Linked DNA regions of Mus musculus: regions 1, 2, 3, 4, 6 and 7 are each linked to region 5. The links are chromatin contacts, called in public ChIA-PET, HiChIP or PLAC-seq, Micro-C and promoter capture Hi-C maps. All regions are on one chromosome and are shown on one strand. Each heading gives the region's core, a stretch centred on a gene start, on an enhancer-like site or on the middle of the called end of the contact. The rest is flanking DNA. Distances are from core to core; before and after follow the strand shown.

The links. Promoter capture Hi-C pulls out the DNA fragments that hold promoters and counts their contacts. Hi-C and Micro-C count contacts between places; a contact is called where the count stands out from the background. ChIA-PET counts read pairs in DNA pulled down with a chosen protein or histone mark. HiChIP or PLAC-seq counts read pairs in DNA pulled down with a chosen protein or histone mark.
Region 1: a contact with region 5 is called in a Micro-C map of embryonic stem cells, with 7 times the contacts expected there. The contact joins the promoter of Parva here to the promoter of Btbd10 in region 5. A contact is called at or near these places in 3 of 39 promoter capture datasets (hippocampal neurons and liver), 1 of 484 Hi-C or Micro-C datasets (embryonic stem cells) and 1 of 9 other capture datasets (embryonic stem cells).
Region 2: a contact with region 5 is called in an H3K27ac HiChIP or PLAC-seq map of T-cell acute lymphoblastic leukemia, with 15 times the contacts expected there. The contact joins the enhancer-like site here to the promoter of Btbd10 in region 5. A contact is called at or near these places in 8 of 39 promoter capture datasets (the 3T3-L1 cell line, the C10 cell line, cranial neural crest and 5 more), 6 of 484 Hi-C or Micro-C datasets (cerebellar granule neurons, cerebellum, cerebral cortex and 2 more), 3 of 115 datasets of contacts at active chromatin or transcription factors (T-cell acute lymphoblastic leukemia, astrocytes and embryonic basal ganglia) and 1 of 9 other capture datasets (adipose tissue).
Region 3: a promoter capture Hi-C map of pre-B cells shows a contact between it and region 5, with 4 times the contacts expected there. The contact joins the promoter of Copb1 here to the promoter of Btbd10 in region 5. A contact is called at or near these places in 12 of 39 promoter capture datasets (the 3T3-L1 cell line, the C10 cell line, cranial neural crest and 8 more), 2 of 484 Hi-C or Micro-C datasets (B cells and embryonic stem cells) and 2 of 115 datasets of contacts at active chromatin or transcription factors (embryonic forebrain and forebrain).
Region 4: a contact with region 5 is called in a promoter capture Hi-C map of hippocampal neurons, with 5 times the contacts expected there. The contact joins the promoter of Micalcl here to the promoter of Btbd10 in region 5. A contact is called at or near these places in 6 of 39 promoter capture datasets (the 3T3-L1 cell line, 3T3-L1-derived adipocytes, embryonic stem cells and 2 more), 2 of 484 Hi-C or Micro-C datasets (the N1E-115 cell line and cortical neurons) and 1 of 115 datasets of contacts at active chromatin or transcription factors (astrocytes).
Region 6: a promoter capture Hi-C map of pre-B cells shows a contact between it and region 5, with 4 times the contacts expected there. The contact joins the promoter of Psma1 here to the promoter of Btbd10 in region 5. A contact is called at or near these places in 4 of 39 promoter capture datasets (the C10 cell line, embryonic stem cells, liver and 1 more), 1 of 484 Hi-C or Micro-C datasets (pro-B cells), 5 of 115 datasets of contacts at active chromatin or transcription factors (the 230-238 cell line, T-cell acute lymphoblastic leukemia, astrocytes and 2 more) and 1 of 9 other capture datasets (liver).
Region 7: a contact with region 5 is called in an RNA polymerase II ChIA-PET map of memory CD8 T cells, with 14 read pairs. The contact joins the enhancer-like site here to the promoter of Btbd10 in region 5. A contact is called at or near these places in 3 of 39 promoter capture datasets (embryonic stem cells, hippocampal neurons and liver), 2 of 115 datasets of contacts at active chromatin or transcription factors (large pre-B cells and memory CD8 T cells) and 1 of 9 other capture datasets (embryonic stem cells).

What each region holds. Positions count from the first base shown.
Region 1 is chr7:112,426,435-112,429,134 of GRCm38.p6, forward strand. Parva (parvin, alpha) reads left to right here and starts at 1,272. Exons shown (of 13, transcript NM_020606.5): 1 at 1,272-1,666. The coding sequence starts at 1,531.
Region 2 is chr7:114,209,577-114,212,276 of GRCm38.p6, forward strand. No RefSeq gene overlaps it. Among named protein-coding and RNA genes, the nearest start is that of Copb1, 44 kb to the right of the region's middle. Within about 2 kb of position 1,320, at least 20 of the 459 cell types and tissues checked have an H3K27ac peak or open chromatin away from gene starts, as enhancers often do. A contact at or near this core is called in T-cell acute lymphoblastic leukemia, where this site is marked.
Region 3 is chr7:114,253,330-114,256,029 of GRCm38.p6, forward strand. Copb1 (coatomer protein complex, subunit beta 1) reads right to left here and starts at 1,351. Exons shown (of 22, transcript NM_033370.3): 1 at 1,277-1,351; 2 at 541-690. The coding sequence starts at 631.
Region 4 is chr7:112,373,480-112,376,179 of GRCm38.p6, forward strand. It overlaps Micalcl (MICAL C-terminal like), which reads left to right and starts at 1,378. Exons shown (of 10, transcript NM_001381862.1): 1 at 1,378-1,890; 2 at 2,536-2,610.
Region 5 is chr7:113,368,045-113,370,744 of GRCm38.p6, forward strand. It overlaps Btbd10 (BTB (POZ) domain containing 10), which reads right to left and starts at 1,295. Exons shown (of 11, transcript NM_133700.2): 1 at 1,155-1,295; 2 at 828-914.
Region 6 is chr7:114,274,571-114,277,382 of GRCm38.p6, forward strand. Psma1 (proteasome subunit alpha 1) reads right to left here and starts at 1,546. Exons shown (of 10, transcript NM_011965.2): 1 at 1,431-1,546. The coding sequence starts at 1,433.
Region 7 is chr7:114,170,660-114,173,359 of GRCm38.p6, forward strand. No RefSeq gene overlaps it. Among named protein-coding and RNA genes, the nearest start is that of Rras2, 54 kb to the left of the region's middle. Within about 2 kb of position 1,287, at least 142 of the 459 cell types and tissues checked have an H3K27ac peak or open chromatin away from gene starts, as enhancers often do. A contact at or near this core is called in embryonic stem cells and memory CD8 T cells, where this site is marked.

The DNA of each region.
Region 1 (2,700 bases), core at 22-2,521, 940 kb before region 5:
TAAGACACACATTCTCATCACCAACATGCATGTCACTCATCAACACGTGCCTCTGGCTGAGAACAGACACTGCTGCCTAGCTGGGCACTAGATCACAACCTAGTGCCCAACTGCTGGACCGATTTCTCCAGCTCAGTTCAAAATCTTGCTCCCTCTGAGTCAGAGGTTCAGTCAGATTCCATCAGTGTGTGTAGTGTACATGTGGAAAGCCCTCCTCAGAGCAAGACAGCCACCATCTTCATCTAAGCAGATGTGAGAACTTGCGACCTCCCTTCCCACTCGACTCCTGACCTAGAGACCGACCCTGTTTATTGATGTTCCCTTATAGAAGGATGGAGCAGGGACAGTCACTGAATTTTCATCTCAATTCTGGCCACTCCCTCTTGTAACCCTACTAGGTCATTCTGTCCTAATTCCACGTGGTCACTGGAGGTGTTAGAGTAGTAGTCTGTTGAAGATTAGCTGAAGGGGATTCCATTTAGACAGTTAGGGGAAGTCATCCGCCCTGGGGTAGAAATTTGCAGTAGTGCAGCTGCTTTGGGGCCCGCCCACATTCCTGTAGGTGACTCCTTCCCCAGGCTCTGTAAGTCTGATAAACTCATTGGATCCCAAGCTTGATTTCAGGGAAAAGGTAATTTGGTGGTGGTGCTCTGGGAAGGAGACATAGATATTTGTTTATGCCCCATCACGGAAAGAGCTGTGGAAACAGTTATGTAACTCTTCCCGCTGGTGTATGACCAAGGTATCCTGAAAGAATGGGAAAGAGATGGTCAAGCCACAACTTAGGACGAAGAAGCACAGTAAAAGTACGCAGGACTCCTAAACATCTCCAGCATGAATCTTTAAAACTGCCTGGTGTGACTCCAGCGTCAGGTCAAGAGAGTCTGGAACTAATTCTATTGCTCTTGGCTAGATAGATGAGCGTCTGCCGTCGTGGACTTCCAGCTTTGTTTGAGTGTGGACAGGAGAAGGTGGAAGTCCGCAGATTCATGCAGAAGTTGAACGGGAAGTCTGTTGGGACCAGAGCCCATTTTAGATCCTTGACTTCTTTGTGAGACAAAAGTACTAACAGTATAGGAACCCATCCATGCAGGAGGTAGAGCAAGAGACCGCAGCAGCTGGGAAATAGGGTCACAGGGCTGATTCCCTGCGGATTCTGACGCGTGTGTGTGTGTGTGTGTGTGTGTGTGTGTGTGTGTGTGTGTGTATGCAAAGCAGAGAAGTGAAGGCTTCCAAGCTCCAGATAAGACCTCACGTCCCCCTAGCATGCACTTGCCCCTGCGTCTATAGCCCCCAGCAAGCGGCAAGCCAGGGCATCCTCGTAGCCAGGGCAGCCCTGGGCACGGGGGCCCCAGGCGCAGCAGCTCCTCGCAGGGCGGAGGGCGGCGCGAGGGAGGGAGCGAGGGACGGGAAAGGCGAGCGAGCTGCCTCAAATGCCTGGAATAATTCCGCTTCCGTTTGGAAAGCCGCAGCCTCAGTCCCGCCGCCGCCCGCCGCGGCCGCCCAGCTCCAGCTCCGCGTCCAGCCGCCATGGCCACATCCCCACAGAAGTCGCCCTTGGTCCCCAAATCACCCACTCCCAAGTCGCCTCCGTCCCGCAAGAAGGATGACTCGTTCTTGGGGAAACTCGGAGGGACGCTGGCCCGGAGGAAGAAAGCCAAAGAAGGTAGGAACAGCCGAGGCCGTGGGCGCTGCAGGGATCGGGAGCCTGGAAGTGGGAGACCCCCCTGGCAGTGCCTGGGCGCGCCTCTCAGTGTCCCCATGTCGCCTCCAAAGCCCTAACCGGGTCGGTGTCATCTCTGGTCCACAGGCGGAGCCCAGGCTTTGGGTGGCTGTTGTCCCAGAGCCCAGGCCCAGCCGGTCCCCTGTGCTCTCCCCTAGGCCGCTGTCCCCGCCCTCTGCGCGCCCGAGGACTGGCATTTGCCAAGTTTCTGCTGGAAAGTTTTCTCGGGCGCCGTCATTCCCCGCTCTCAGCCTTCATTGGTCTGTTGCGCCGTCGTTTCCTGGGCGCCTTCAGGTCTTTTGCTGCAGCTGCAATGGCCTCCTTGGATCTCTCGCGGGCTCCCTGGACTTGTGTGGACTTTGATGATCTGTATAAAATGTTAGTTGACTGACTGAGAGAAGAACGTGCCGAAGTTGGGGGGGGGGGGATTGAGGAATGGTGAGATAAACTCACTACACCTAAGGACTGTGACCCTGCTGTGAACCTGGACATTCCATTCCAAGTTTTATTTAAAGAAAAAGAAAAGATTTCTTTTTCCCACCACAGTGAATTGCAGCAATCTCATTTTTTGTTTCCAGAATAGTTTCTGTGGAAAGTACTTTTTCCCCCGTAGGCAGAATTTACAACTCACATTTGGGCGTAGGAAATGCAGTGATGATTCTAAAAATCAATGTGGCGATAGGTGTGTGAATAAAAAGGGGTTTAAAATGTTTTCCTCTTTGGCATGGCTGGGATTGGATTTAGAGGGCCTTAGGTCTACTGCGTGAGCACCGCGGTCTTATTCTTTCTCTTTTGAGACTCTTTAGCCTTGTGCTTAGTCTTGTGTAGCCCAGGCAGAACTTTGTGGTCCTCCTGCCTCGGCTTCCAAAGTATTTGGGATTACAGGCCTGCCCAGCTTGGTGTTAATTGATTGTTCTTTTCTGTGGTACTGGGGGTTGATCTTAGGGACTCTGATGTTAAGCAAGTGTTTTACCGAC
Region 2 (2,700 bases), core at 70-2,569, 840 kb after region 5:
TCTTCAGTGCTGGGACTGAGCCCATACCTGTCACATGTTAGGCAAGAGGTCTCCCACTGAGCTGCACCCCTCCCCCCCATTTCATGTTAAGGAGATAATGGTAAAATACAAGGCTTTTGGTGGGGGGTATGGATTTTTTTTTTAAGCTAGACACTCCAGAAGTGAATTAGCTAAACTGTTTCATTTTATAGATAACAAGACAGGTCCAGGCATTATTTTCAGAAAGCTACTTAGAGAGTTGGGATTAGCCTTGTTCACGACTGTCAGTCCACCAAGCTGCTATCTACTGTACATCCTACTGGCCTTACTTTTATTTCAGATACAAGCACTGGAGTGTTCTTAGAACCCTACATAGCATGTAGAACCTCAGGTAAAACACATGAATCCTGCCTGCACTCTTGTCACTCACTGCATGGCACAAGTCCCAATCAAAGATGCGCTGCTACTGCTAGATGGAGAACACAGGGAGGATGTGGTCAGATGATCAGAAATCCCTAGACAGCACTCTGCTACTGTAACTGATACATGTTTTTAAAGGACCAGTCATGTGACTGTCATTCTCCAAGTAATCAAGCCTACCTATTAGAGACCATCCTTAGGAATATGGGTAGATAGCCACAACTGAGACAACTTGATAAGTGAAGGGTCAAGAACTTTATGAAAACAACACAAGACAGTTGAGGCGCAGTGATATCTCAAAAACGTCTCAAGAAAAGAAAACTTCTTCTAAGTAAAAAACACCAAAAAGCACACAAGTAGAATATAAAACAAGGAACTAAATTCTGAGGGAGGCAAAATAATTGGATTGGTTTTCCTCTTTTTGTAAGAAGGGTGAATGGGGACGAAAGGAATGCACATTTACTGGTGAATGTTTACTATAATACCAAGTGTGGTACTATAAATGTATTATATCACGGCATCAACTCTGGAAAGTAGATACAAGAACCCTCACATACAAGGCGAGGGATAAGGCACAAGAACAGGTAGAAGTGATAATGAGATTAACTACAAGATACCCTGGTTTTATATCTGGGCTCATCTCTTTTAAGCCTTAAGTAACTTAACCTCTTCTAAGACTGTAGCCATAATCTGCAAATGATGACAGCAGTTTCCCCTCACAGGGTCATTATGAGGACTATAGATGTCATGGGAAAAAGCACTCAGCGTTGCACCTGGCACAGATAAAATACTTAGTAGCTGGAGTTTATTTTACTTACTTTGTGCTGGAGATCAAAGGTCCCGGCATGGCATGCTAGGCAGGTGCTCTACCACTTAGCTATATGCCAAGCCACAAGGTTAGTACTTCAGGATTGTTTAAGATCATACAGCAAGTGCGTGGCAGACAAGGTTTTTTATGTAGCAGCAAACTCACTGAACCACACTGCTGTACCACATTGTTCTTTTTAGCTCCTGAGATCTGGAGGAAGACAGAGCTTTGAGAGAACGCAAACACTAGTGATGTACTGCCATTCTAGAGAGGGCCAGAAGGTGATCAGTTAGTTTGACCAGCCATACTATAACTTTAGTGCAACCCTTTACTTGGTGGGTGGTACTAGGAATTAAACCCAGGACCTTCACATATACTACTATCATTGAGTTACATCTCTAGCCCTTTTAACCAATTTCCCTTTAACCCTTTTTATCCTTTGTATCACCTGTTTATAAAGTACATTTCTATTATAACCTCCTCTTCTAATTACCATCTTATCTCTATTTCTCCTCAGTGGGTACATGACTAAGACAATAATTGTCTCTTCTCTAGAATCCATCAATAGCCAAAAACTCAGAAAGGAGGGGTAGTGTCCTATTAACACCTCTCTGACTCATTGTTTGCTGATACGTCCAGTCTTGTGTGGGTTCACTACAGGTGGCTATAGCTGCTGTGATGTCATGACTTGTGGGGAATTGCAGGCTGGTCTCCAGTCGAGCTGAGGTCTGAACCCCGATGGTCATAATTCACCTTCATGACACGGTAGGCGTTCCCTCATGCTCCTGGAACTCTGGCCCCTGCCTAAGTTACCAGCTCCCACAGCCCCCACAAGAGAAGCATGGTCAGTAGTCACATAGACAATGGCCCAAGCTTCTGACCTTCAGGCTAAACTCCTCTCCAGTTACCTAGCAACAGTGAAGACCATAAAAAGGGGTGTTCAGCCCCCACCTCGCTCTCTTACTCTTATGCTCTCTCTCGCTCCTTTGTCCCCTTACCTCCCACTTCTCTCCTCTTCCCTTTCTCTGTCTTCTTCTTTCCTCTCCTTTCTTCCTCTTTCTCTGTAGCCTTCTCTATTTCCACCTCTTTCTCCCTGCATTTCTATAATAAAGCTCTTAAACCATAGAGTCTCTGCTCCATCTAGATTCACTATACCACTCTTGCCAGTGTTGGGAACCTCTTCACTATTCCCTCTCTCCTATAGCCCTGGGGCGACAGGGTGTCGCCTCGGGGGCTGCCCCTTTTCCAATCCCCCTGCCAGATGGGTCAGAGGCTTGCGTGCCCACCTGGGGCCAAGTGGAAAGCATCCCGGCAGCCCCTCAATGTTTGTCTCTGCCTGCCCAGAGCACAGGAACGTTTGGTCCCTTTTCCCTTCCCCTTCTTCCCCAGGGCCTCCCCTGCCCCAACTTTTTTTGTTCCCAACAATGACTGGCTATGTTGTGTTCAGATATAGCATTTCACAGCCCTTCTCCTGATTTCCAGGCTCTTAGTCT
Region 3 (2,700 bases), core at 101-2,600, 890 kb after region 5:
CATCAGAGAAGTTGAAAGTAAAAGGTGAATAGTGGCCTGCACCTGTAACCCTTGGAGGCTGAACTAAGACCTGACATAAGTTGGAGGCTGCCCTGGCCTATTAGTGAGTTCCAGGCTGACCTAGGGAAAGAGTAAGGCTTTATTTAAGAAGGAAAAAGGAAAACAAAAAGAAAAAAAAAGGACCGTGGCTCACAGAGCCTAGGAGAGTAAGAAGGAAGGAAGGCTGGGAGAGGCGGATTGGTCAATGGCTGCTGAGTACAAGATAAAAAAGTTCAGGTATGACACTGTATACTACAATTAATAACTATATACTGTATATATATTTTTAAAATCTCAAAAAAATAAAAAAATCTCTATGAAAGAATGTGAAATGTTTTCACTATGAAGAAAAGATGAATGTTTGAGATAATTATATTTGACAGGATTTAAATATCAGACCATATAGATATGTATTAAAAAACACCATATTAATTTGTCCATCTTTTACGTTTTTAATCTATCAATTAAAATAATTCCTATTTGAGTTAAGAAACTATTTACCCAGGTCATTTTTTAAGCTGATTTCCGAAGGGGGTTCTGAATCCATTGGCACGTTAATTAACGTATAGCACACGTTCTCGGCTGCCGTCATGGTTTCTGTTTATAATCAACCCAATACAAGATGAAAAGGACGAAAGGTGCCAGGAAAATCTACAAAAATGAATACAAACATCATTAGAAAAAAAAAAAAAAAAGGGAGACAAATTCCGCAAATCAGTCGTGATCTTCTAAACTGCCTGAAGTTCTTCGCGTGTGACTTCGGACGACCTGTAGAGCTCTCCCCACCTTCTCCTTCCGTGAACTCTAGTGACAATCACTCAGTCCCCGTACCCGTCCACTCCCCGACCCAGGGTGTGCAAAGCTGTGGAGTCGAGGTCCACACCACAGTGACAACCCGGAGCACCACGTCACGGGGCCGTGATTGCCAACCTAACACAGTCGGATCTGCTCCAGGAGGGCGGCCCGCGAGCGAAGACGCTGCAGAACCTTGGGACTCCTCGGCTGTGGCGGGTCCCCCGTGGGAATCCCGGCCGCCCCTCACCGGCCTCTGTCTATGCAGGGTCAGGCCTCAGGCGGCGCAGACCCCTGTCCCACCGCCCAGGGGACCGCGGCCCAGCTCCCCGCCCCCACCGCCCGTCGCCGCGGCCTAGTCAAGCGCCCGGCATCTCCCCATCCGGTGGCTCGCTGACCCCGCGCGACCGCCGCAACCCCGCGGCTCGGGGGCCCAGGTCGCTACCTGGCTCCGAGGGGCGGAGGCCGGGAGGGAACCGTGGGACCGCCGACTACCGGTCCGGACAGCCGCTGCCGCGACGGCTCCACCAAGTCCTTGGCTGACGTGGAAGGGGGCGGGGAGACCAGCAAGGATGCAGCTACAGAGCCTGTACGGAGACCCAGAAAGGACAAGCCTCTTCCGCCCTGAGCTGCGCCCTGGAAGTGTGTTGTCTTCTTCCTCTCTCAGAGTTGGTTTCTGCAGCAGTGTAAACAAGTATTTTAGTTTTCCCAGCGAGTTGGGAGCTGACTTAAGCGCTGTGGTCAGTTAGCAGTTCCTTAGGAATTGTCTTCCCAGGAACTAAACTGTACAAAAGAGAAACAGAAAAGTCCTGCAGACTTTCTTCTTCCTTTCACTTATAAACTGGAAACAACCAATTCTTAGGCAGATGATTTCAGAGACCTTAATAAGATGACTAGGTTATATGAAAATACACTTGAGGGCTTAACACCTCTGGTGACCTGAATCTGACTTTATTCAGTTAACTGGAGTTATTGGAGTATCAGAAGTTGTCTGACAACTATCATTTCTACTCTTTATTTAAGAATGGTCTCGGCCAGTCAGTGGTGGCACATGCCTTTAATCCCAGCACTTAGGAGGCAGAGGCAGGCAGATTTCTGAGATGGAGGCCAGCCTGGTCTACGAGTGAGTTCCAAGACAGCCAGGGCTAAAACCAGAAAACAAAATAACAACAGAAGAACAAACAAAAAAAAGAATGGCCTCTTGCTATTCTTTCAAAGCATCCAATACATTAAAAAATTTAAGTATGATTGCCAGACTGGTCTTGAAAGGTGATCTTCAGTTTCTGAGGAGTTGGGATTACAACATGGATACACATACTGTGTATACAAAACCTGCTAACCTCACTTGCAGGATACAGAATACAAACTGTTTTCTCATTTACCTGGAATGCAGCTATTCTAACAATTCTCTTTTCTGGAAACATTGGGTTTAAAAAACAAATCCCCACCACTCAAAATATACCAGAGGCTACATATTTCCAGCACAGAGAACAGCTACCTCTCGGAATTTTGATTTTAGTCTTACTGCCCAGGCTGGCCAACTCCCAATCTACTCCTCTCCTGCCTTAGCCTCCCAAGTGCTGGGATTACAAACAAGCGCTATCATTTCTACTCTTTATTTAAGAATGGTCTCGGCCGGGCTGGTGAGATGGCTCAGTGGGTAAGAGCACCCGACTGCTCTTCCAAAGGTCCAGAGTTCAAATCCCAGCAACCACATGGTGGCTCACAACCATCCGTAATGAGATCTGACTCCCTCTTCTGGAGTGTGTGAAGACAGCTACAGTGTATTTACATAAAATAATAAATAAATCTTTAAAAAAAAAAAAAAAGAATGGTCTCGGCCAGTCAGCGGTGGTACAACATGCCTTT
Region 4 (2,700 bases), core at 128-2,627, 990 kb before region 5:
GGACATCCACATGCCAACGTGGGTGGGGGGAAAGCCCATGTGGACTCAACCCTACACAAAGAACTGGAGTCAACTAAGGCGTGCTGAGAGGGGAAGAAAGAGTGGGAAGAACACAAGACCCCATTGCCCTGAAAACACACATACGAGTAATATACAAACAGAGCAGGTTATATTTAGGAATGTGTGTGTGTGTGTGTGTGTGTGTGTGTGTAACAACAATTATTGGGGGAAAACCGAGGCCATGAATTTGAAAGAGAGCAAGGACAGGAACATGGGACAGTCCAGAGGGCGGAAAGGGAAGGGAGAGATGATGTGCTTATATTATAATCTCAAAATTAGGAGACCAATGCTGCTGCTCACTTGGGCCCACAGGCTGATACAGAGCAAGGAAACCCGGCCTTTCTACCTGAATTTGCTTCTGTCTTTGTCCAAGCTTTGGGCCAGACTCCTGAGTGTCAATCACTTCAGAAGCGTCTGTGTTGAACTAAGTGATACCCGCCCCATCTCTCCCACCTGCCAAGGTTGAAGGCATAAAGAAGAGAGTGATCCTGGCTTACTTTTAGCCCTTATAGAGTCCTGTTCCAGGCCCCCAAAGAAGTCTACAGGTTTCCAGTCACTGTTCTAACCTACAGTCACTCCTTAGATTTCAGAGCAGCAGAGCATGGCAAACGGTCACGGTGATGAGATCGCACACAGCCCACCCCCAGCCTCCATGATCATGAGAAGGGCGTGGCCTGTTCTCTCAAGCACTAAGATGTTTCTTCTAGTCACTGTGCAGAGCCAGAACAAAACACTGATTAACCAGCCCCACCTGGACTTTGTTCTCTTGCCTCCTGACCCAGATCTTTGTCTATTAAACCCAGAGCTCACATCAGCACTCCAGAGATGGGCTCAAATGCTTGCTTTGTGGTGTTTAAAATACTTAACCTGCATTTTCACAATGGCGTCTGCTCACTTTCTCTGGGAAAAGCTTGACATATGGGTAAAACACCATGGCCAGGACAAACTTAGAAAAGGATGGATTTATTTGGGCTTACGGTTCCAGAGGGATGAGAGTCCAGCATGGCACGGAGGCCTGACAGCAGGCGGCAAGCAGCGGTGGCGGCCAGAGCAAGAAGCTGGGAGCTCACCTCTCCAATAGCAAACACAAAGCAGAAAGTGAACGGGAAGAAGGGTGAGGCTATACATTCTCCGAGTCCAGCCCTCTCAGTGCCCAAGCATTCAAATACCTGAGCCTCCTGGGACATGTCTCGACCCAAGCTTCACAGAACCCATGGAGCCGGGCCTCTGACCTAGGACTCTTATTATATTATGACCTCACTATGGTGAAACTATGCCTACGTGGCCTATTACCACCAGTGGGGCACTTGAGCCATCAGTTCCACTATCCCACTGAGGTTAAAGCAGAGACCCTAAGGAGCTGAAGGTTCTGGTCCTGAGAAAGGAAACCCAGGTAGTGGCTGGCATGGCAGTGCTCAAGTCAGCTCACAGGGGTGGGATCTCACAGGGGTGGGATCTCACAGGGGTGGGCTGATGTCTAAGTGAGGTGAGAGAACATTCACTGGAGAGGTGTTGGATCCAAAGAGTTCTGTGTTCGAACCTTCCCTGTTCATTCTCCCACACCCAGACCCCTCCTGGGGGTCTCTTCCTCCCCCATACCTCCCAGTTCTACCTTCTGCCCCTCACATGTGCGCTCACGCCCCTCCTTTCTCTATGATGGAAGCACGGGGGCCCGTGCCTGAGAGCCCTGCACAGGAACAGGATGCAGCTGGATGCCACATCTGTTCTGAGGTTCGGGGCGGCCAGTGCCTGTGCTCAAGGCCCAGCCAGGCAGAGGGGAAGCACACAGGGCCCTGCAAAAGTGCTTCCGCAGGAACCCAACTTCCAGGAGTCAGTTCTCACTTTCTACTTTATTGGGGCAGGGTCTCTCCTGATGTTTCTATTCTCCCATCTCACTGTAGGACTACCGCCATTACAGACACATGCCTCTACAGCCAGGTTACTTTTTGAGATTGGAATCTAATTACAACATTTCTCCTTTTCTTTCCCTCCCTCCAGACTCTCCTAGACAGTTCTCCCTCCTCTACTTGAAATCATGGCCTTTTTCCTTAATTGCTATTGCATGCATATATGTATTTGTATCATACAGATATATTTCTAAAAATAACCTGTCTTGTTTATATAGTGTTACTAGTATGTGTCTCCAGGCCTGACCAGTTAGCACTGGGCAACTCATTAATGTGCCCTTTCCTGGGGAAGGCTTTCCTTCCTGCTCCCAGCATTTCATCTGGGTTGCAGGGAATCAAACCATCTCCCCAGCCTCCTATATAATTATTTTATGGACGTGTGTATGAATGAGTGAGTGAGTAAATGAATGAATGAATTAATGAATAATGGGAGGGGGGTCAGAGAAGTACACTATGATAAGAAGTGTCTCCGCCCATCCTAAGCATCTTCCTGCTAACTTTTGGTGAGTAAGCCATGGGAGACAAATTCCTCCCCTACACAGCTAATGGTCTCTTACTCCCTCCTCAGCTCTGCAGCGGGCCCATAGCCTCCAGTCTCCAACTCCAAGCAAATACCAGAACTGGAGAAGAAGATTCCAGTCCAGTGAGTCATGGGCAGGGGGAGGGGTGGGGGAGGGCAGTCTCGCTCATTCCTTACATGGTATCTTCTCTGGCCTAGCCTGGAATCCAAGGG
Region 5 (2,700 bases), core at 45-2,544:
AAAATTAACTGTCCTCGAAAACTATATTAACTCATCTTTACCTCCCATTTAGTAATTTTCCAAGTACTTTCTACTGCTTTCTGCTTAATATTCAGCATCAGTCCTTGGTTCAATGCCCACGGTTGAGTTCTAGATGGACTCTCCAGCGCAGAAACTTGTTCAGTCTTTACATTCACATGTCTTATTTTATCTTTCCATCCAATTTCTACAGTCTATTTCATTCAAAATTCATCCCTAAACCCCTCTCTAAAAAGTTTGGATCAAATTGGGCTGGTGGGGCAAGAGAAGAGTGGGAGGCAGGCAAGAACAGAAAGAAACCCAACTGCCAATCAATACACTGTACTGCTTCATTCAGATTGTTAGCTGAAATAAAAAGCGTGCAGACTCTTACATGGCTATAAAATAATTTCCTATACTAAATGCACAAAGTGGAAAACTTTTTTATAGCCTGGTCGTGGACTCCAAATACCAATAAGAGGCTAAGACTCAAAATTTTAAAGAGATAAAAAAAAAAAAAAAAAAAAAAAGACATGGGAACCCGGGAAAGACCGAGGTTAGGCACAGCACACTAACCCACATTGACAAACTAAGTGAAATCTCAGGTCCCCTCCAGCCCATACCCCAAAATCAGGGGTGTCAGAGGGCTTGTGACTCACAGAGAATAAATCTGAACCTTTTCTGGGCAAGTTAGAGTGGGAAACCAAGCTTTACCCTCGTTGAAACGGTTACAGAATAAAAGCACACAGCAGCACATCACAGGTGTCTCATCCTCCATCCAAAGGGCAACTCCCCCACCACCTTATCCCCAAACTGGGAGCCTTACTCACCGCCCTATTGTGATGCGCCTTCTTCGGTTTGTCGCCGCGGTGACCCAAAGATGACAGGAAAGGGGCGGGGCACTGGGTTACTCTGCCCTGGAAAGGAGGTGTGAGAAAATAGCTTTTTTTCCCCTGGGAAAAGGCCTCCAGACTCCTAACCCAAAAAGCAGCTCCCTTCCCCGCCTCTCCGGACCCGGTGCTCAAGCGGGCAGCCCCGAGCACCGCGCCCCACGCTCCTGGAGCCGCCGCCAGCCTCCCGGAGCCCGGTTCACAGCAGCTAGCCTCGCCCTCGGCTTCCACTACAAACCCAGCCGCCCGCACCCGGCCCGCTCCAACCTGCTGGCCCCTGAGACGTCCACCGAGGGTCTTGGGGAAGAGCTCCAAGAGAGAGCGACGCTCCGCTCCCTCCGCCCACTGAACCGGACCCCTCCGGTGCTAGGTGTGAGGCGGCCGCTCCACCGGCTGCGCCTACCAGAGCCGCCCCGGCAGGTTGCAGGCCGGCTCCTTAGCTGCTTCTCGCGAGACTTCGCATTAGGAAGAGGTGAGGCGAAGCGAGTTCTCGCGCGAAGGACGGAGCTCCTCCCACAGTAGGCGTGTCACCGGGGCACTGAGAGCCTGAGTAGTGTCTCCGCGGTCTCGGTTGGCAGTGCTGTCCCGTAGCTTCCCCGCGAGCGCTTCTCTGCGCGGTGAGCCAAGAGCAGTCTCAGGCCACCTCCACACCTCTGAGCACACCCTCACTCCACGCTTCCTGTCACCGTTAGGCAAAAGCCGGACGGCGTCTCCGGGCCAGTAAAAGCAGTGCCTGGGAGTCTTCTTCTAGGAGAGCGTTTCTGTCAGCAGGGCGAACGCCCGGGTCGCCTTCCTCCGCGGGGTCCGCGAGCTGGTACGGGCAGCACGAGGCGTTGGCAGGCGGTGGTCCGGAGGTCGCCGCTTCCCCGCGGCCGCCGCTTGGTTTGCAACGCTCTGCTTGGTTTGAAACCCTCTGTTGTTGGCGGGAACCGGTGCACCAGCTGACACGCCTGCGGTGGCGCCACCTCTGGGACGCGGAGAATCAGCTGAATGGGTTGAGTTTCTGGCGGGCAAAAGCTCGCCAAAGTAGCACTCCGGTGTCACCGAACCCACCGTGTGCCTGATGGGAGGCTCTAAAAGAGATGGAAAAGTGAGGAAGTCACCTCCCCGGCGCTCAAAACTCTCCCCTCCCGGGACTCAGACCCACAGAGGAACGGATAATCCTCTTTATGCTTGCTACAGAACATACTCCCCTTAGTGAGTGAGCTGTAGGAGCTGATCTGAGACAATCCTGTTGAGAACCCCTCAGTGCAGTTGCTCGCTCCTCTGGTCTTGGGATTGCGAAGGGTGGCAGAAGCTGAAAGATTGAGTTCCAGGTGTTTCTGGGCTAACGTGAGATCTCATCTCAAAAAGCAGCCCTCCACTAGGGAGTGGCATTTGAGTCCAATTTTAAAGATCAGTAGAAGTTCCCCCATTTTGAGAAGAGAGGGAAGGGCATAAACAAAACCCAATACATGTTTCAGTATTTTGGTAAGAAAACTGTTTTGTGAAAAGAACTTTGTTTAAAATCTAGTTACTGTAAGAAAAAATTCCTTGGGTCCCATATGTGATACCACGTGTTTTTCAAACCAACATTTATGCTAAGTAAATTATCATTTGAAGTGGAAAACTGGTAGCAGGCATACTTTCCTCCTGAAAATGCTTAAATATCAGAGACCAAAGGAAGACAAAGATTATTGTTACATAGTGTACACGTTTTTTTATAGCCAACATTCTACATTCTTGGAAATTGCTGAAAATCTTAAAAACATTGTAAAAAGAGCAAGCTAATGAGGCTTGAATATGAATAATGTTCAAAGAAACCTCAAGGAAA
Region 6 (2,812 bases), core at 296-2,795, 910 kb after region 5:
TTATTACAGCACTCAGTTTGCAATGCAATTCTACCTTAACAAGGTCCCTTAACCATGCTGGAGCTGTTGGGATGAATGGACTAGGTTCTCCCTAACTCTATATCCTGCCATTCTCCACAGCACTCCCCTTGGGTAGTCAAGTGCTAAAGAATGCACACACCAACTTTCCCTCCACTTTGCTCATACTGTTCTCTACACAGGGCTCTAATAATCTGGCAAAGGCCTTTTCTGTACATTGACTCAAATGTCTATCTTTGAAGGTTTCTTCTTTTCTCCGAAAATTCTCAGCACAATATTCCAACAGAGCTTGAAGGTTTCTTCTTTTCTCTGAAAATTCTCAGCACAATATTCCAGCAGAGCTTTGAGATACAGGTTTCATGAAGCCCAGTCTGGCTTTTTCCTATATACCTGGGAAAATGATCTTGAAGTCCTGTCTCAACCTACCAAGTGCTCAGATTACAGGTGTCTGCTATCATGACCAACTATACATATTTTTTTCTTCTTTTCTTCCTTCCTTTTTTTTTTTTTTTTTTTTTTTTTTGGTGTCGGTCTCTACACTATGGATGTCCTGGAACTTTGACTTAGGCTTGCCTCAAACTCACAGAATTCTGCCTCTCTGCTTCCTAAGTGCTGGGATTAAACTCGTGTACCATAACACCTTCCAACATACCTTTTTTATCTTTATAGTATGAATAAAGTTATGTTTGGTTTAACTTTGAGCTCTCTACCTGCACCCTGTCACTGGATGAATTAACATATACACAAATCCTCAGTAAAGAGGTGGGCACAAATTGCTACCGTGGCAGACCCACTACAGCCATAATGTCATTACTAAAGCAAGTGTATCGGCTCTTAGGAGAATACTCATAATGGCAAAAAAGGCAAGAGTTCGCATGGCAGACTCCACAGAAGCAGCTCAGGGCCCTGTGCTGTAAACCTGAATCCATTACTTCCCCTTTTAGAACAAAGTGACTGTATGGAGTCTTTCCCGACGGCATTCTAATGAGACAGATTAAGACAGACCCACAAGGAAGATGAATTTGGTCTAAAGACCTGACTGCAGGCTCAGGTCTGCGCAGGCGATGCCAGGTGCACCCCTCCATTCCTATAGCCTTCCTCCTATGCAGATGACAAAGGACCATAGGGCATCTTGAAATCGGCCACCTAAGTAAATTGAGAGGGGAGGGCCTCTGGCTGGGCGAGGGAGAGCGCCTGGACCCCACGTAAGGTGGAGAAGCTGAGCGAAAGGCCGCCCAGGTTACTGATCGTTTCCCGCCGGCCAGGCCGCAGATGCTGAATCACTGTAGGAGACTGTCCGTGAGGTAAGCTCCCTCTCCCACCGCCCCACGCCCCAGGGAACAGAGGCCGATCCCCGACCACGTCAGTGTACCTCAGCCCCAAACCCTTCGAGGACTCGGGGCTCAACACACCATAGCTCCGGCGCAGCGACAACCTGACCCAGCAGCGGACACAGGAACACGGCCCCAACTACGGTTCGGTGATCGTCAAAGAAGCCTGCGGAGTCTTGACGGCGGCGACGCAGGAAGTGCAATCTATCCCAGAGCCACGGATCGGCGTCTAACGCTGCCCCGCCCTCCAGCCTTAAGTGGGCGGGGCCTGCGAAAGCTGAGAACGTGGGATTGGCAGGAAGCTCCGGGGTGGGAAAGCCAATGCGCAGAGAAAGCGGGGGGCGTGGCTTCACGTCACGCCCAGAGTTTCCTTGCTTTTTTTTTTTTTAATCCCCAAGTGGATTGCAGATTCCCGCCAACTCTCGGTCCTCTCAGTTGAACGTCGCCACCTAGCTCGGGATGGTGCGGTGGTCCCTCATAGATCTGTCACAGTGCACAGAGAGGTTTGGGAAACAGCGTGTCTGAAAGAGGCTGCAGAAAAAAAAAAAAAAAAAACAAGTGTGTGTGTGTGTGTGTGTGTGTGTGTGTGTGTTCATATTCCTGGCCTGAGATGCTTGAGTACTTGGAGAGCCCATCCTTAAAGGCTCCATGGTCTCGCATGATCGTGATACTTATGATCATTAGTTGCTATTGTAGGACCTGGTTTCTGTCCTGGCACTTGATCTTCTGCTGTCCACAACCAAATACCGTATCTGGTAGATTAGGCCACTAGGGGGAAGGTGCGAGTTTTCTTACGAGTTTTAAAAGAGTATGTTTTGGTTTAATCCCCAAATGAAATCAAGACTGCTAATTCTGTTGAATAACGTGTACCCAGAGTCAGGTAAGGATCTTTAAGGATCTGAACTTTGATGGCGGAGTAACACATCATTTAAATGTCTATGTTCACAGTAATTAGTATCACATTCTAAATATTTTCATGTCTGTATATATATGTACATTTTTTGTTTTTACATTTGTTTTGTGTGTGTGTCTGTGTCCCTGCATACCCTTTTTTGGGAGTCTGAAGACAACTTGAAGTTGGTGGTTCTCTCCTTGCGCCACGTGGATTCTGGGATTGAACTCAGGTTCACAGCTTGGCAGCTAATATAGCAATCCTCTGAACCATCATGCTTTTTGCTTTTCTTTTTCTCATCTCTCTCTGGGTTTGCACCCTCCCTCCCTCGTTTATATGCTCTCAACAGTTAATTAGATTGCTTTGTTCTTTAAATTCACCAACACTGGCTCTTGTTATTTTTAAAAATTTCTGACTTTAAATTGATAGATAGTGCTGTTTTGTTTTCGCAGCACCAGCACGGTGCCTAGCACATATTAGGTACATAATTTGTATTGCTGAATGAACAATGGATTTGGAATGAATGGGAAAATTAAATGCTCATTTAAAAATGGTTGTGGAACTGCAGAGT
Region 7 (2,700 bases), core at 37-2,536, 800 kb after region 5:
TTTGCTATGTAGCATGGGATAGCCTCCTCTGGCTTGTCATCTTCTTCTGGTGCTGGGATGAACGGCACCACCCTTGGCTGACCCTTTTATAACATTGTCTTCTTTCAGTTCGTGCTGCATCGCTTTCTTTGTTTAAGTTTCTATTTTATGTTGTTTATTAAAGCGTTACTATTTTCTTCATAAAGATAAAGCATGTATCTTTTATTGAATTTCTTTCTAGATATATGAAATTGTGTTGTTTTTGTGAAGGATCTCTTCTTAAAATTACATTACAGTAGAAAATGTTTATGAGCCCGTTTTTATCTCTAATATTATTTATTACCACTCTCCTACCCCCAGAGTCTTACAGGCATCAGGGAGTGGACAAAGGCCGGCGGTACTGAATGGTGATGTTATTTTTGAAATAATGAAAAGTACTGAAGAGGGATCATAAGGGAGCAGTAAAGCATTCTTTAGTGTTGGTGTTGCAGTAGAAACCTTAAATCCACTTTACAATCGTCCTAGACTCCGTGGCTTCCACTCTAGGGAACACTGGTCTGTTCAATTTCACCACCACATTGACATGCCTTTTGGATTATCAGTTGTTTTGGCTAACCCTTGGGCCTGTCTTTAGTTTGGGAGGTGAAGGACAAATGATAAACTAGGAATGGATAAGGAAGAGGTGGAGGATCCCAGCGCCTGGGTTTGCTGAGCCTCCCCCCAACCCACGCACTCAGAGCTGCCCTTCCTGCTCCTGTGAGTATCTGAGGCACACCTGTAGGAGTCCCCAGGGCCAAGCCCTGTCCTGGAGAGGGCACCGCACTGAGAGGGGGGTGGGGTGGGGTGGGGTAAAAGCCTCCTGCTTTCCTCCACAGAGGACCAGGCTGTGGGTGTGAAGCAGGAAATGGGGGCTTCTGAGAACTGCTGAGCGTTCCTGGAAGCCTGTAAGAGCTGAGACATCTGGCCTCTGAAGCTCATTCTCTGGTGGCATTTGGGGCCTGGAGGACAGAGGCCCCTCTGGGAGCACATGCTCACTAGCTGCAAACTCTCAGGCCTCACAGGATGTTGATGGTGAATGGGAGAAGGAGACTTTTAGCCCTTCCAGTCTCCCTCCACTGTGGCCTGGTCCTTGCAGGCAGTCTTTGTAGCCTTTGCCTGTCAAACCGAGGTATGTCTTCTGGGAAGGTCGAAACATTTTCAAGGCTCCTCCTTGTCTGAGAAACCCTTGAACTGAAAAGGACAGGAAGCCACAGGCTACTGGATGTGCGGAGCCTACCTAGGGTTACCCCACCTCAGAGGGGAATGCAGCAGGTCTGAGTCATCCGAGATGCCTAACAAATAACACATTCTTCCATGCTCGCCCATCAAAGAGAGGTGGAGGGCAGCTTAATACCCAGAAGAGGGGTGTGTGCCTCTGCCATGTTTCTAAGATAGCCTCTCAGACTGTGAAACCCACACTACTGTGTCACATAATCCCTCCCTTTTTTCTTGAGTGCGTACATGATGAGTATAATATATAATCCAGTATGGACTTAAATATTTTATTATTCTGTGTGTGCATTATGGGTGTGTACAGCGTGCATGTGTGCGAATGAGCACACATGCCATGGCTTATGTTTGAAGGACAGAGAACTTGGTAGAGAGACTCAACTCTCTCCTTCCATCTTTATACAAATTCTGGGGGTCAGACTCAGGTCACCAGGTTTGTGTGTCAGTCAACAAGGGCCTTTGCCTGCTGAGCCATTTAGCCAGCCCCATAATAATTATAATATTTTCTTCTTGTTGTGATCTTTTGTTTGTTTGTGTTTCAGACAGGGTTTCTCTACAGCCCTATCTGTCCTAGAACTCAGTTTATAGACCAGACTGACTGAATTCACAGAGATCCCTCTGCCTCTGCCTTCCAAGTACTGAGATTAAAGTCAGGCACCATCCTGTCCAGCATAATATATATTTTATATGCTGAATTGAGTGTGGCATTGCCCATTACAGTAACAAATTCCCAAACAGATAGACTCAACTGGATTCTCTCTGTCACATTCAGCTGAGTTGCTTGACAGTTGGCTCTTTCTTTCCTCAGTGATTCATAGATCCCGAGTCCTTTCATCCTGTGGTTCTATTGTCCCCTAGGGCTTCAGCAGGCAGAAGGAGAAAGACACTGTAGAGCAGTCATGCTCAGTTCCTGAAAGCTCTGACCCAGAAACGATACACATTTCTGCTTACACTCCACAGGCAGAACTATATACACCATCACACCTGGATGTAAGAGAGCTGATAATGTCAATCATGCTGAGTAGCTACTTCCTGGAAGTAGCCTGTATCACAGCAGGAGTGGGCGCGGGTTGTCAAGCCATATATGCAGTGTAAGGTCTGTCTATGGTGCTTGTGTTCTGAGCACGGGTGGAGAAAAATCACAAGCAATTTTCACTTGAAACTCATAATACTGTGTAGATTCCAATTTGCTTTGTAAGTCGGAGAGGGCCAATAGGGATGGTTCATGATAAAAAATAGGACAAGAACATTGTTGTCATTTGTTGTTTGTCTCTTTATAGACCCCGCTGTCCTGGAACTCACTCTGTAGACCAGGCTGGCCTCAAACTCACAGAAATCCACCTTCCTCTGCCTCCTGAGAGCTGGGATTAGAGGTGTGTGCCACCAGGCCCCACTGTCCTCATTTTCATCATTAGTGATTTATTACTATTGTGACATCAGGTATTAAGTGCA